Linked DNA regions of Mus musculus: region 2 is linked to region 1. Evidence: chromatin contacts called from public Hi-C data. All regions are on one chromosome and are shown on one strand. Each heading gives the region's core, a stretch centred on a gene start, on an enhancer-like site or on the middle of the called end of the contact. The rest is flanking DNA. Distances are from core to core; before and after follow the strand shown.

The links. Hi-C and Micro-C count contacts between places; a contact is called where the count stands out from the background.
Region 2: a Hi-C map of the G1E-ER4 cell line shows a contact between it and region 1, with 2.6 times the contacts expected there. The contact joins two enhancer-like sites. A contact is called at or near these places in 20 of 484 Hi-C or Micro-C datasets (the AML12 cell line, B cells, the G1E-ER4 cell line and 11 more), 1 of 115 datasets of contacts at active chromatin or transcription factors (embryonic stem cells) and 1 of 9 other capture datasets (embryonic stem cells).

Annotation. Positions count from the first base shown.
Region 1 is chr2:103,128,275-103,132,786 of GRCm38.p6, reverse strand. No RefSeq gene overlaps it. Among named protein-coding and RNA genes, the nearest start is that of Apip, 57 kb to the right of the region's middle. Within about 2 kb of position 1,431, at least 14 of the 459 cell types and tissues checked have an H3K27ac peak or open chromatin away from gene starts, as enhancers often do. A contact at or near this core is called in the G1E-ER4 cell line, where this site is marked.
Region 2 is chr2:103,360,708-103,365,735 of GRCm38.p6, reverse strand. All of the region lies in intron 1 of A930006I01Rik (RIKEN cDNA A930006I01 gene), which reads left to right. Among named protein-coding and RNA genes, the nearest start is that of A930006I01Rik, 9.5 kb to the left of the region's middle. Within about 2 kb of position 2,570, at least 6 of the 459 cell types and tissues checked have an H3K27ac peak or open chromatin away from gene starts, as enhancers often do. A contact at or near this core is called in the G1E-ER4 cell line, where this site is marked.

The sequences.
Region 1 (4,512 bases), core at 182-2,681:
CTGGAAATCAAAATCAAATCATAATACATGCAAGTACTCTGCCACTCAGCTATATCCCCAGACTAAACATTATAGTTTAAAACAATCAAAAATAATGCAAAAACAAGTCTGTGAAGAAAACATTGAAAACAATTTAGATTAGGACTATCAGGGTCAATGTCTTACCAGACAGTAATAGAGTCTTAGGCAAAAGGAAACCCCAGGGATTCGCAACCGGCACATACGCTGGAGAGTCTGAGGGGCTGTTAGGAGTGTGGACTTGGGCATTCACATTGAAGATGATTACTATATGTTCTATCAGCCTCCTCTTCCAACACTAAAGCAGAACTATGTTAACAGGCATTGGGTAGTCAAAGAAGCTGATTACCACAGGAGTCCTCTTTGTTATCTAATGGCCCATTGGAGGGATAGCTGGGAACTTCATTCAGGGAAGGAGTTGACTGGAAGCTGGGGGCCTTGGGGGTCTGTTTCAGGGCAGCTCTACCCCCTCACACATTTGGAGGTGCTCCTCAACACACCAAGCCTACACCTCTGCTGACAGACTTCCTTCCTTCTTTCCTTCCTTCTTACTTATTCCCTCCCTCCCTCCCTCCCTCTCCCTCTCCCTCTCCCTCTCCCTCTCCCTCTCCCTCTCCCTCTCCCTCTCCCTCTCCCTCTCCCTCTCCCTCTCCCTCTCCCTCTCCCTCTCCCTCTCCCTCTCCCTCTCCCTCTCCCTCTCCCTCTCTCTCTCTCTCTCTCTCCCTCCCTCCCTCTCTCTCTCTCTCTCTCTCTCTCTCTCTCTCTCTTTCTGATTTTTAAATGAGCTTCAGACCTAATCACCCAGCAACCTGCTTCTCTTTGCCATCTGGCTCGGGCAGCTCCAGAAGGGAAGGCAGCTGCAGGACAAGTCTCTGCAGCAACACTAAAGGTCCAGGTACTGCCATGAACAATGCAAATACTGGGGAGTGTCTGCTGATTAATGGAATGAAGCCCACAGAGGTTCCTATGTCATCCCCTCCGTTGTCCTGGGAAACACCAGATGGATGGTCTCCACGTAACCACCCAAGTCCACTGATTTTGTTTCAGAGGTCGGAACTTAGGGATGGCTGCTTCATTTTTCTGGATCCCAATGATTCCAGCCAGGAGATTCTGTCATCATCATTGTGATTCCCACCCTCACCCTATATGTTCTGTTTTCTTTTCCAGGAAGAAGGCAATTTACTTCCTGCTTTCTCAGTCTGTGGGGTCTGGCCCTTTGGCTAGACTTACCTAGGCCATCTCTAAGCTCCAGGAACACACATCTCCTACCATGGCCTCTGCTAATACAACCTCTTTATGCTTTCCTCCCACCCTGCTCTACTCAGCCACCTTGCTCCTTCCCCCAGCTCAATTGAGTCTCAGCTAGATTTTGCCCCACCGGGGACATCCGGCAACTAGATTGATTGGCACAGCTGAGCTTAGGCGGGGGAACTACTGACATCTAGTGGGTAGAAGATGGAGACTGAGTCTCAAGATGCTACAGTGTATGAGATACTGCTCCTTACCCTGCACTGTCTCCCAGCCACAAATAACAGAGTACTGAGTTTAACAATTGTCCCAGGTGACCAGATTCATCTGCCCAAACTCATCGTGACTTCTGGGAAAGTGGGCTCTGATGTGCTTCCCCGACATCCCCACCTCTGCCACCCAAATCCACCACACATTAAGCCATATTGTCAGCACAATCCTTTCTTTCCTTAGTTTGTCATTCTATCTCTGTGGCATTGCTTGGGTATCTACTCTGATGTGCAAGGTTCATGAAGTCAGTGAGTTTATTCTCAAATATCTGTGTGTCTGATGGACTCTTCTACCTTTCTCAAACAATAAACAGAAAAATAATTTGAGCCTCTAACTAGGTACAAGGGACTTTTAGAAGTCATACACTGCCATATACAAGGTGAACTTGACTTCAATCTTTAACCTTTTGAAAATAATAAGCGATGTTAATATAGGCATGACAAGGAATGGGACTGTGAGTTCTGGGACTCAATTCTGCATGCTTGCATGGCAAAGCACTTTACCAGCCGAGTCATAGCCCCGGCCTGGGTTTGAATTTTTCCTTGGGGAGATGTGTGACGACAATCTGCACTCTGGAAACTGATTCTCGTATGTAATACCATAAGCATATTTACTGGGGTCAGGTCTCATATGCTATATCTGCATGATGGTAAGGAAGGCAGGCTGGGGGTGGATGAGGAAGCCAGCCAATGTGTACACCCTCATTTGGGATATAGCCCTGTGGATTGGTTCTGAACTAAAGTCAAGGAGTCCAGCCTTCATAGCTTGTCACAGGATCAGGGAGACCAGCTCGGAGGCTATGACCTCGATGAGCAGTTTCTGATCAGGGTGTACAGGCATGAGAAGAGAGCATATCTACGCTGAGGAGGGCATCTAGGCAGAGCACTCCACCAGGCCCACCACTAGAATTCACTTATCCATCAGTACATGTGAATCTCTTGAATGCAACATACTCACTCACACACACATCTCAGAGACTGTATGCCCCTAAATGTTACTTGATAGAACCAAGTCTAGTGATGATCAGCTTAGAATATGGTACCCAGTTTTCAAAGGGAAGATTTATTTTTATTTGCTCACCTTAAACTTCAATTCCATTATAGATACTGTTGATTAAAACAAAACCACACATATATACAGACACACAAATGCACACACACACATGTGAAAGCACACACATGGTCTTTAGGCTACTACAAAAATAGACTCCTTTATCTTGCAATTAGTAAAAGAAAACAAATTATTCTGGATGTGAGAAGTTAAGGGACCATCAGATCCTCATCTTCTGTGCTCTTCTGACACCACTGCATTTCGGTCATGTGTGGCTAGGAGTAGGCTTGGAGCCCGGTGATTCAGCATCAGGTAGACTTCTGCTATCTGCTCATGAGAAGTTGAGCAAGCTTGCCAGTTTGCCTCATGTTTGTTTCCTCATCTACAGGACAAGGGTAGCACAGCACTTGCTTCCTGGGATTGTTGTGAGGATTAAATGAACTAAGGCATGTGAAGTGCCTCAGACAGGCCTGAGACACAGCAAACACTTAAAAGATGTTACTCAACACCATTAGGCTCCATGAACCTCTTTTTTCCCCAGGGAACTGAAAAATGTAGGCTTTGAAACCTGCCCCAGAGCACCTTGTTAAATGTTGCCAGCTGTTATGGTAATGCCATAGTCTTCAAAGCCCAAGAATCGCCCTAGATTTTTGTTCTGTTATCTATAACACCAAGGTCCCATCTCATGGATCAGTATAACTTCTTCCAGTCCCGGGCAGAATATCTGAATTTGCAACTCAGTGTGTGGGAGAAGCAATTACCTTATCTTTAGCATTTTATGAAATTTATAATCTATCGCCATATCCATATTATATACCAGGATTTAGTCCTATGATTAATTTTAGTTGAAAGGAAAGTTTGGAAATGTAGTCTTTTTCCAGGGCAGCCAAATATTGAGCTAAAATATGGAGAGTTTTCATTGCTGAGGATGAAAAAACAGGGGGAGACTAGAGACCATTGGTAGTAGCCAACCAAATGTCCCAACATTGCTGTTGAGTTAGGGAGGGCAGGAAGGTATGGTCTGCTTGGGACTGGGAGAAGTTATACTGATTCATGAGATGGGACCTTGGTGTTATATAGATAACAGAACAAAAATCTAGGGGAATTCTTGGGCTTTGAAGACTGTGGCATTTCCATAATGGCTGGTAACATTTAACAAGCAGCTCTGGAACAGGTTCCAAAGCCTACAGCTTTTGAAAAACAGTTCATGGAGCATTGACTTCCATGACATCAATTCAGAAGGATGACTGGGATGTTTTTCTCTGGTTTGCAGTTGACAGCTTGGTCTTCAGAACCCACCATATAGAGTCTGGAGTAGGTCCAGACTGGGTATGGATACTACATCAGCATAATTAACCTCATAACCCCTGTGGACACTGGGATGGCTCCCAAGTCCTTCTACATCCTCTTCTGTGACAACCTTTCCACCGTTGTTATACTGGCTTAACCCAACCTGTCTTTAAATTTCAGTGTTCAGATTGTCTAACCTGGCTGTAGGGGTACAGACCTTGGAAGGGCTGTATCTCAGGGGGTGGGGCCTAGGTGAGCCAATCATAAGCATATTCAGATGCTGATGATGCTTATTAGACTGACAGACATACAGTCAGTCAGTCAGACAGACAGACAGACAGACAGACAGGCCGAGTTATCTCAGTAAAAAGCTGCTTCCTATAGCCACTCTTATTTTACAAAAAGGTATTTTGCCCTTTGAGGGTTTTGTTTTTGCTTTTGTTTTGTTTTGTTTTTCTCTCCCCGAATTCCTCTTGTTAACATGGGTTGGCATGGGACTGCTCCAGAAAAGGGGGCCAAGGATGTCTCACTTTATCTTTGGAAAGGTTCCCTCACTTCTCCCTTCAGGGACTCCTGCTGGGAGTTAAACACTGGGCACTAGGGACATCCAAGTTACTCAGGTAACTTTAGAGAAAA
Region 2 (5,028 bases), core at 1,321-3,820, 230 kb before region 1:
CCCAGGTCCCAGTGAGAGACATTGTCTCAGATAAAAGGGGGCCCTCAAGGAATAACAACTTTGCTCTGGCCTTCACCAACACATCATGGCTGGTTTTCTTACATGTGTTCAGGGGATAGAATTTGGGTCTTTGCTACAAGGCATGGATTTTGCCAACTGAGCTATCTTCCTGACCCATAATACCTTTTAAAAATGGCAGGCATTTAGAAATACTGGTGATATGGTCACTACATTTGATAATGTTCAGCTGTTTAAACAATGTTCATAGACAGAATGCATACAAAAAGATGCCAATGATATCCAAAAGTGAAGAAAAGAATCCAGGGTGCTAAATTCAATCATCATTAGGTTTAATTAAAATGCACCGTGCTCAGATGCCATCTTTTCTTTGAGATTACATGCTTATTTGGGGGCCAACTTGGAATTTTGATCATGGAGGTTACTGGGTCTCTGTCTCCTACCCCAAATTTCTCTTGCTGCCTTTACTTGGGAGGGGGTGACACTAGTTAAAACTCGCCCACCTCTGACTTGTAACTTTAGGATTGGTCTTTCCCTGTGGAGACCCAGGGGCCCTGGGTTCCCACATCAGCTGGGCTCATCTCAAACGTCACGGAGAGGTGGCTTGTCCTCTCCCTTCCAGGGAAAGGCTGTGTCACAATGAGCAGCGCTGGGCTTCTCCCAGCTCTTTCTTGGTAGCATAATCTGACGGGTGCTGAACAGGGCTCCCAGCTGCCTTCAGCTGGCCTTTGAGAAGACGTCATGGCCAGTGCAGATCTGAATCAGCCCATTTTCTCCCCCGTGGCACTGTGTGCTTTGGCTACCTGGCCAGAAAGCTGGGCTTATACTTACCTATCATTTTGATGCTATCTTGGGGTGTAACTGGAACTGGGTTCTGGGTGTGGAAATTCTTACTCAGAGCACAAAAGGTTGGAGGGAACTCAGAGGCTGCACCCAGGAAGGGACTCTTCCCTGAGGCCTCTTGGCTAGGTGGCTCTTATTTCTTGGAGCGGTGCTATGGCCAACAGGTGAGTGTTCCTTTGGGGAGTGAGTTCTTGCCTTTTCAGTAGCTATGGGCTATTGTAACTGGTCTTACCTACCATGTCTGCAGTATTCCACCAGTCCACAGATGAATTACCCCAGGGTGGAAGAGTAAAGGCAGAGCTGTCTCTATGGCCCTGTGAGCACTCTGGTCTTCTTTCACTGTTGTACTTGAGATGTGTTCCATATCCCTCAGATGGACTCCCGGCTTCCTGAGCAATGGCAGTTGGATTCCAGATGGATTTGGAGGGTTCAGTCTCCACCCCAGGAGAGGGAGAGATTATGCATGGCTGACTTTGGAAGTCCTGTCATCCACATTTACATATTTGTTCCTTTCCCTGTTTTTTTTCTGGTGTACAGTAATGACTTCATTTTCTCTTTCTCAATTGTATTTGTAGATGAAAGCTCCTTCTGTCACGATAGCAAATGGCATAAGCGTGTTTGCTTTGATATGCGGTTTCTGATATGCAGATGTGAGAAGACACACAAGAACTTCCGTGAATGAACCCACATTCATTCCTTCTTTATCAATGAGATAAAGGTTCTCATCAAGTTGTTACATTGCCTCTTTTGATTTTGCTTTGTGCTATCTACAAAGCACTGGAGCATCTAACCCCGAGGGAACATTGTGGAAGAGGGGGCAGAAAGATTATGAGCCATAGGACCATGTTTGCTATAAGGTTGTGTCTCCTAGCAATGTCAGATGATACACCCATAAAGTCTCACCAATGCGCCTACACAGGAGCTGAACAAGGACAACAACAGATATGCTAATTCAGGCCAGGAAAAGCCCACAAGACCTCAACCCTACACAAAGAACTTCCCACACCTAATGAATGCTGAGGTGGAAGAAATAATCTTCCCTGGGGAAGAACACACCAGTTAGTTATCCAGTATCAAACGATCAGCCCTGAAAACACACATACAAGTAACATTATACAGACCAAGAGGGTTGTATTCAGGATTACACATGTATATACATAAATATTCATGCAATAAAAGTTGATTTAAAAAGAGACTGAATCTGAAAGTGAGCAAGGAGGGGTAAAAGGGGAGGTCTGGAGGGAGGAAAGGAAAGGAGAAATGTAATTATAGTCTCAAAAATAAAAAATTGTATTTTCATTTCAAACTATTGTAATACTTAACACACAGACAAAGGTTGGTTGAGTAAGACTATGTACTCTAAATATCCGTCTTTAAGCCTCACTCTTGCTGGTTCTTTTCATGTTCTTTTCTACCCCTTGACATTAAGTCATTGCAGTATTGCACCGTGTATCTCCAAAAGACAAATATTCTTTAAAAGCAAAACAACAGGAAAACCCTTAGTCTCCATGTATGTCTTTGCTATGGTTTCCATTGCTGTGATGAAACACCATGACCGAAGCTGCTTGGGGAGGAAAGGGTGTATTTGGCTTACACTTCCACACTGTAGTCCATTTTTGAAGGAAGTCAGGATAGGAACTCAGGACAGGAACTAGAGGCAAGAGAGAGCTCATGCATAGGCCACAGAGGAGTGCTGCTTACTGACCTGCTCAGCCTGCTTTTTTATAGAATCCAAGACCAACTACCCTGGGGTGGCACCACCCACAACGTGGGGACCTTCCACATCAATCACTAATTAAGAAAATGCCCCGCAGGACTGCCTACATCCTGATTTTATTGAGGCATTCCCTAAACTGAGGCTCCCTCCCCTCCAGTGACTCTAGCTTGTGTCAAGTTGACATAAAACTAGCGTATCTGTCAACATTGGTGCCTGTGTCTATGTGTGCTCATATGTGTGCACTAGAGTATTGTGGTCAGAGGCTGGCACTGGGTATCCTTGTCAATCATTCATCATTCATCGTTGTTTGTTTTTTTGTTTTTAAAAAAATGGTCTCTCATTGAGCCTGGAATTCATTAACTGGCTGTATTGCCTGGCCAGTGAGCTTTAGAGATCCTCCTGTCTTCACTTCCTGGTTCTGGGGTTCCAGGCATATGACATACCCGACTTTTTACTGTGTGTTGAGAATCCCAAGTCAGATCATCCTGCTGGTGCAGCAAGCACCTTGCCAACTGCACTATTTCCTCAGCCCTGCATCTACTTTTAAAGGAAGAAATTAAGGAAGTTTTTATAGAGATCAAAGAAAAGAACAAAATATATCCCTTCAGTTATAAATTTAACAGACAGCTAACATCTCCTTATCATTTCTGATATGGGTCATCTTGCCATAATCAGAAAAAGAATCACCCTATCATACATAGGCTGGTGAACTCATTTTACTTGACCAACTTAAAGAGGGGCCTTAGTAAAAAATACACTGTAATTTCTCATCACTTGCCACAATGGAGACTTTCATTCTTTGGAATATAATACCATGACTCAGGATGGTGCCCATGGAATGTATTCCCCAGGTCTACTTTGTATAACTTTTCATCTGCTTAGCTGTGGTGTTGGTCAGTTAGTTTTGTTCAGAGCAGTGTGGTCTCCTAGCTTTTTTGACTATGCAATTTTACTAGAAAATAAGTGAGCTCTGCCCATGAATACTGTACTAACCAACTGTATAGTGTTTTATCATGCAGATAAATATGTTCTAAACTAGAAATGGAAAACGATAAGATGAGAAGCACATAGCGGTTTTAATATTATCTTCTTGCCCTACATAGATTTTGTTGTATATGCCTCCAATGCAGAGCTCAGGGGAAGGCTATGGATGTGGGGCTATGACACAGTGCACTGATGGGTGACAAAGCCAGATGACTCAGGCTTAGATGCCAGGTCTGCTAACCCTTAGCTGTGAACTCTCAGGAAGCTCACTTTCTTCTTCAAATCTTTCATTTGTAATGTGAAGATGTTAAGAACATACCAATATGGTAAGGTTCGATCTATAAGCAGAACCTGGTACACAGTAGTCACTTATTAATATGGTCTAGCTAATAATGATGACAATGACAGGCATTCCTAGCAGACTAGCAGTGGTCTGAGTTTTTCTCTCCATGTGCAGAGGGCCACAGTGAAATGCACAGATCGCTACTTCCTTAGGTACTGCCTGAACTCGTGATCATAACGACAGTGAGGGTGTGTGGTAGTTACAGGAATAGTCATGTTGGGTGTGATGAATAGCATGTCACTCAGTTTGTTTTAACTGATGATGATAGTTATGATGATGTTCACACTGGGCATGACGACTATGACAAGACATGGAAGGCTTTTACAGTTCCCGTCTGAGCCACTTTGTCAATACTTCTCTTTCCTAAGAAGCCTTCCCTCAGCCATCCGACAAGTATGCGAGTGGTTCGTCTTGTCTGCCGCCCTCCCCAGTCTCTCTCTATTGATCTCTTCTGTTTGTTTGTTTTCTTTGTTTTTTGTATTTTTTTCTGTAAAGCCTGGTGCTGTGATTGCCTGTAAGTAGGACCAGGAGGTGGGACTAAGATCCCTGTTCAATCAGGGGACTACTCCTCTGCCAGTGGCACTCGATATCATAGGTCAAGGAGCTAGTCTCTCAGGCCATAAGGAACATGGGGAAGAGCACTAGAAACCTAGAGTGCAGCTCCCAGAATGCATCCCTTTTTGGCTTTACTTGCCAGTGGCTCCTGTCTTTGTTGTCTTGAGAGAGGCCGAGCTCTTCTGGTTTTCCAGCCTGGTCTATAGGGCTAGGCTACCTGGCCTGCGCACACTCACCTATGGCTATGAGGAAATCCGGACTCCCCACAGGCCTGGAATCCCAAGAAAGCTGTGGAGGAAAGACTTTCTCTTTTCCAAGATCGGGACAAAGGGTGTTAGCAGTGTGCCGGAGGGTGCTGAAAGGCGTGGCTGAATTAAAATGCAAATGTGCCTAACACTGTATCTTCCATTAACTTTCCAATAACCTTGCTGGCTGGACTTCGTGGAACTATGTTCCACCTTCTCCAGGTGTGGTTCAAATTTAACATTTTAAATAGATCCATAGTCAAAGGTAGATGCCTTGATATTCTAGGCCACATCGACTTGGACAATTAATCTTTTTAGTGATT